Regions from separate parts of the Pan troglodytes genome. Here region 1 is linked to region 2. Evidence: chromatin contacts called from public Hi-C data. All regions are on one chromosome and are shown on one strand. The core of a region is the stretch at or near the end of the contact, and the rest is flanking DNA. Distances in the headings are between cores, read along the strand shown. Region 1 overlaps LOC112205884 (a long non-coding RNA gene). Region 2 has its middle 230 kb from the start of TRNAK-UUU.

Evidence for each region. A called contact is a pair of places that touch in the nucleus more often than the background predicts.
Region 1: a contact with region 2 is called in a Hi-C map of induced pluripotent stem cells, with 2.2 times the contacts expected there. The contact joins two enhancer-like sites. A contact is called at or near these places in 2 of 7 Hi-C or Micro-C datasets (both in induced pluripotent stem cells).

What each region holds. Positions count from the first base shown.
Region 1 is chr18:69,091,417-69,094,116 of NHGRI_mPanTro3-v2.0_pri, reverse strand. All of the region lies in intron 1 of LOC112205884 (a long non-coding RNA gene), which reads right to left. Among named protein-coding and RNA genes, the nearest start is that of TRNAK-UUU, 94 kb to the left of the region's middle. Within about 2 kb of position 1,271, at least 3 of the 24 cell types and tissues checked have an H3K27ac peak or open chromatin away from gene starts, as enhancers often do. A contact at or near this core is called in induced pluripotent stem cells, where this site is marked.
Region 2 is chr18:68,952,142-68,955,136 of NHGRI_mPanTro3-v2.0_pri, reverse strand. No RefSeq gene overlaps it. Among named protein-coding and RNA genes, the nearest start is that of TRNAK-UUU, 230 kb to the left of the region's middle. Within about 2 kb of position 1,671, at least 6 of the 24 cell types and tissues checked have an H3K27ac peak or open chromatin away from gene starts, as enhancers often do. A contact at or near this core is called in induced pluripotent stem cells, where this site is marked.

The DNA.
Region 1 (2,700 bases), core at 22-2,521, 140 kb before region 2:
AGTGATATGACTAGACATATAGCTTTTCTATAGTAAAATTATAAAGAATAATTTTCTCTAATCTAATCAGTAATTTCTAAAAATGGGAAATGGTAACAGCATAATTTTTTATTTCTTTTGTATTATAATTTAGGCTGACACATTAAAGCTTTGCTTTTCAGGGGAACAATTAAGAAATTGTTGATAGAAATTAAACATTACTGACAATTGAAAATGCATTTTTTTCCTCATTTGCAGCATCTAGATATACCGCTCCTACCTCCCATCAAAGATAATCTAAGCTCAGATAGTATTAAAGTAAAAATGAACGAAAAAGCTTAGTTCTTTTGTGCTAAACAAAAAGGTGATTTATATAAGTAATAAGCAAATTCCAGAGTATGGAGATATATATGTATTTTTAAATCCTCTAAAAATGCCTTAAGTTGTAATCTTCAGGCTAAATGATTAAACTCTCTCTGGGTCCTTTGGCTGTAGAACTATATCCTTCATGTTAGCTGTGGGCTATTTTCGGCTGAATGCAAACTGCTTTTTTGTTATTAAAGACAGTTCACGTTTTACACCACCTTTGGTGTATGGTATACAGACCAACACACATAATTTAGGTCAGTATTAAAATAGAATTAATTTTTTTAAAAAAAACCTTCAATAATAATTACAATAATTACATTTCATCCCCACACATTGCAACCAATAGTTACATAGCCTACTTCTTAAATACTGGTGTGAAAACACTAAGTTGAAATTCATGACACAAATCAAAATGTGTTGCACAAACTTCTTTTTGGTTGTCGTGAAAGGGGTGTCTCAAATTGAGTGTAGAAGGGCATTCCAATAACCATAGTACTTTTTTTGGCTGAACTGTAAATACATAATTCATATATTAATATGATAAAATATATAAGATCACCCATATAGTAAAAATTAAATCAGTGAAAAGGACTAAATACAGTTACAAATAAGCAGCCCAGAAGTTCTAAGGGAAAATGCCAGAAGTCAAAATGCTTTCTGATTCATCTTAAGCAGAACAGGAGTTTTAACACAAGCCTCTCTTAACAGCTACCCAGGCAGGATTTGAGGAGAATAATTCCCTAATGCCACTTAAAAAAGAAAAGTCAACCGAAAGCATCAAATGGATTTTGAATCTAAATATTCTTAAAAAAAAAAAAAAAAAAAAACTTTTTCTGAATTGGCAGCTCAGAGAATCAAACTGATAACATTACAATAAGGTAGGCATAGTCAACATTCTTCGGGTGGTTTGGGGCTGTTTTTTTAAGAGTGTGCTAGGAATTCCAGTTCTTAAAGAGTCACAGCCTGCATTCAGCTGTCTTCAGTTCTGTCCCCGACCTGGCCATCTGCCAAAGAATGACATACTTTGAAGGACAAAGTAAGAACAGCTTTCCACACACTTCTCAGACCCAAGCTCCTGGCTTCAGAGCGAAAACTCTTAGGAGCCTTAAACCTGAGTACCTTTAAGCAGGTCAGAAACAGAAAGGGAGGAAGCAGAAGGCAACATAAAGCTGTCTTGAGCCTCCCCTCTCCGTGGGTCTAATGTTGCTTGGTCCACAGAACAATCACAACAATAAAATGCAGTGTGTCCTGGGGTCCCCTCTGAAAGAATAAAACTGGAAGCCTGTCTGTCATGCTGAATACCAAACCAGAAGCTCGCACCACGGGATTCGATGCCTTGTGCCTGGCTTGTATTCACAGGCAAGGCAGACAGATGTGTGGCCTTTGACAAAGCCAGGAGATGGGCATTTCAAAAATAAAATCATCTCCCAATTACAGGGAACCCTTCCTCCCTGGGATCCCAAAGCACTCTATCAACCTAAATTGGAATCCTGTCTACTGAGCTGCCTTCAATGCGGCCACTCCAGTATAAATTGGATCAAATGCTCTCAGATTAATTCCTGGAAACCTATATTCATCTTTGTATATCTTTATTACAAAACTAGCCACAAGACCGCTCTACAATTTTCATTATCGGAACAGCTTTCGAAGCTGGATTATGCCATGGTTTATCCCTCCGTGACCCCAAACCATCTTGTTAGCTCCATTATTGTATATTCGTACAACACACCTGAGCCCAAGATAATAAGAGAGTTATAGTGAATGAGGGGACAGGGTGCGTTTTATTGCATTTTATGCACTGCTATTCTGCAATGATATTTAACCTGCCGCAGGCGCCCCCAGAAGTCCCTGCCTCACTCCCATGCTTTCACTTGTGCTCTGACACAGAAGACCCTCACCACCCTCCCCAATGTGAACCTCACCACCCTCCCCAATGTGAAGGGATGGCAAGTTAACCTGAGGAGGATCTGAACTTCTTGGTGATGGTCAAATGTCATTTCTCCTGCGCTGTTCTGGGTTAGAGGATGCAGGTTCTGCACCAACAGAAACCACAGCACAGAAAACCCCCAGCCCTTCACAGGAAAATAGCAGGAGTTTTGCCTGCAAAAAAAAGAGGACGGAACTAGCATATGCTTAGAATAGAAGATGGGAGTGAAAGTGATCAGTGATCTTAGCTGTAGTTGCATTGGACTCAAAATGTTTTGGTCAAGTGCGTTACAGTCATGGTTCATACAGTGCTGCTGCCACTGGCAGGTATCAAGTAAAGTTAACTTTATGATGATGATTTAATTTATTAAATTATATTAACCTATGTTAATACAGATGCTGTATATAACTATGATATTTTTAACA
Region 2 (2,995 bases), core at 422-2,921:
AAATGAATGGATGCACTAAGCATTTAAATCAGAGCCTCCCATTTAGCTGTTATACTTATTAATGATCTGTAAATGGTAACGATCATGTGGTCACTTTAAATGAGACTCAAAGGTTTTAGGAAAAAGCCACAGCCTCCCTCTTACCCATTTTTAACTATGTCCAAAGCCTGTAACAGAAGCTAATTTTCACTCCCAAATCTGTCTTTCTCAGATTCTATTCTTTCGCACCCGTAACTCCAGTAATTACCAAAACCAAAGTTCAGTCATCAACTGTTGTCCGCATAGAAGTCGGGGAGAGGCTGCACCGCTTGGGTTTTTACCCCTTCCCTAAAATAAAACTAGGCCACTGCAATGGGTGAGCTTCAGTTCTCTGAACCTCCATGGAATGTAGAGAGAGCCCCACACCTGGCCTCGCACACTGACAAAGGTGGCTTTCCAGCAGGATCCGCCAGCACCTGCCTCCTGTTGTCTCTGGCCACAGGCTCACAGCCGCTGTGTCCTGCTCAGTAACTGGGCATCAAACAAGAATAATTGACAGCTTCCCCCTCGACCCCCGGCCTCCCTTCTCGGAGCAGCAGTTTCCCAGGAGTCGCCTTGTACAACCTCACACACTTTATTACTGGTCAATTTGGGTTTCCTGCCCACTTTAAGTGGCCGTGCTGAGGGTCTCCAACTCTCTCTAGCCCTCACTGATCAATATTAACAGTCACTTCCACAGCATTTCCCTGCTACTCAGCAAGGCCAGGGACTGGCTGTAAATTACTGCACGGCCTGGTCATTATACGGAAAGACGTGCTGTAATTCAAAAGTTAGAGCTAATTGTGAAAGGAATTTCTTTCATGCTTTTCAGTACCCAAATCAAAGAAGACGAAAGAACACAGACCTTGTCCATTTGGGGGTTGGTTTATTTAACCGAAGGGTTTAACTGTATCCATTCCCTCTCCCCAAAATGCACTCTCTGTCTGATATTTATGTATATGGGTCTGATATTTCAAGTCCCCACACACAGATGGACCCTCTACTCTCCAGAGAGGTGGGCCAAAAAAAACCATCCCGTGAAGTTTAAATTGTGCATTTATAGTCAATGCATTCTCGGTATAAGAAAATAAAAAGAAGTCAGGATTTAATAATTATTGGCTGGGACTCCCATAGTAATATTTGTTTATGAGATAAAACTTAACAAGAAACGAACAGTGAGCCTTGTTATAAGCAAATAAGGCAGAGAGAGACTTTGTAAATGCAAATCTCTGAATCTGGCAAAATCGCTAAATGGAAATGGCCCGCTGCTGGCAGCTGACTCCGTATGTTGGAGGTGACAGAGCCAAGGGGTCACCAAGAAGCAGCCTTCTGAAGTAGGGGTGCAGATATATGATTGAGGCAGACACCACTCAGCCAGAAAATCACACTGCACCTCTAGATTTGGAAGCAAAACTGAAAGCAAGTACAGCAGACACAGAGAGAGGAGAAAAAATAAGAGGCTGATGGAAAGAAACAATAATTATTTTCAGACCCAAGAGGGCCTTTCCCCTCCAAAGATGGATTAGGTGTGTCACCTAGAGCCACCTCAGCTGGGCTGTTTTCCTGTTACCTTCCAAGTGTTGCCACAGGAGGCTCAGGAGAGAGCTCTCTCTCTGGCTGGAAGAGAGCTCACAGCAAATCTATAAAGGGGCCCTCCAGCCCCACCTACAGCCCTTGAGGCCCTGGCCCTGGCCACACTCTCTAGGAAACTCTGAGCCCAAACAGCCCAGGCAGGAAAGAAGGGGAAGCAAAAGAAAGCAGGAATGCATCAATCACTTGAAATCATCGAGTCACTGAATAAACAACCATTCTGCTCTCTTTATACCTGTGGCTCATACAGAGGACGGAGAGATGAGGGAGGAATGCTGAGGTCTCGTCCTGAGCCTAAGAAAACCCCTGGTTCATCATGGGCCTTATTTTCCCCAGCTTTGTCGCCACCAAGTTTGTGAGGTTGAGCTTGTGCTCAACAAACCAGCTGCAGTTTTAAAAAAAAACGAAGGCCCGTGCCTGGGCAGAGATATCCCAGGCTGCCCTCTGCCACCAAGCTCTGCCTGCCTCCTGGTCAGATGTCCAAGCTGCCCTTCTTCCTTGGGGACAAAGGCTGTCCTCTCCTTGGGGCCTTCTCCTCAGTGGGTTATCAGGGAACATCTCAATTCAAACCCAGGCTTCTGAAATCTCTGACCCTTCCCCAGCCCCTGCCCAGGTTGCAGGCTAAAGTTATCCTTCTCGGGTGTAATTTTCTACCAGTTTGCTCAGGGAGCACAAGCCCTGTGTGACTCTTGATTTGGAGGGACATGCCTACCTCTTATGAGCCTCTCAGTGCCCATTTGGCTTCTTTGAGCATGGGAATCTGGTGGCCAGAGCAAGGGCAGGTGGCCATGTCTGGAAGCAGCTGGCCTTCCCGAAGGACTTGCCCTCTTTTGTACTGTGGAGCATATTCTCTCCACAGTACAAAAGGAAACCAAGTCAGGGCTGAGAATCAGCATCAGCGTTCTCCAAAATCAGCTTCCTTCACCCTAGGTATTTCTTTGTTTTCACCGTAAGATGGGGGATATATAATCTTGGCTGCCCAGAAAACACAACATAAAGGACACCCCAGTTTGTGGCCCAGCAATAGGCAATAACTTTGCCTCATGCTGCAGAGACTACAGGCCATTTGCGCTAGCTTGAGGTCCTATGTACATTGCAGGGTGGGCTGTCTGCTGATGGGGGCTCCGCATTGCTCAGAGCCCTGGACTTTCCCATATGCAGGAGCTGGCCCACCAGCCTGGTAATGGGCTGATCTCCAGCTCTGGGACCAGGAGTGGAATTAGACACCAGCCACCCCATGCTCTCTTTTGTTTAGAAAAAGGAGAGAAAGAGAGAGAGAGTGAAAAATAAAATCCCCAATCGTTTAGTACAAGTCATTTTACATGCTGGGATAATGAAGTATAAAAATGCCTTCAAAGAACTGATTTCCTACTTTTAACTCACTACC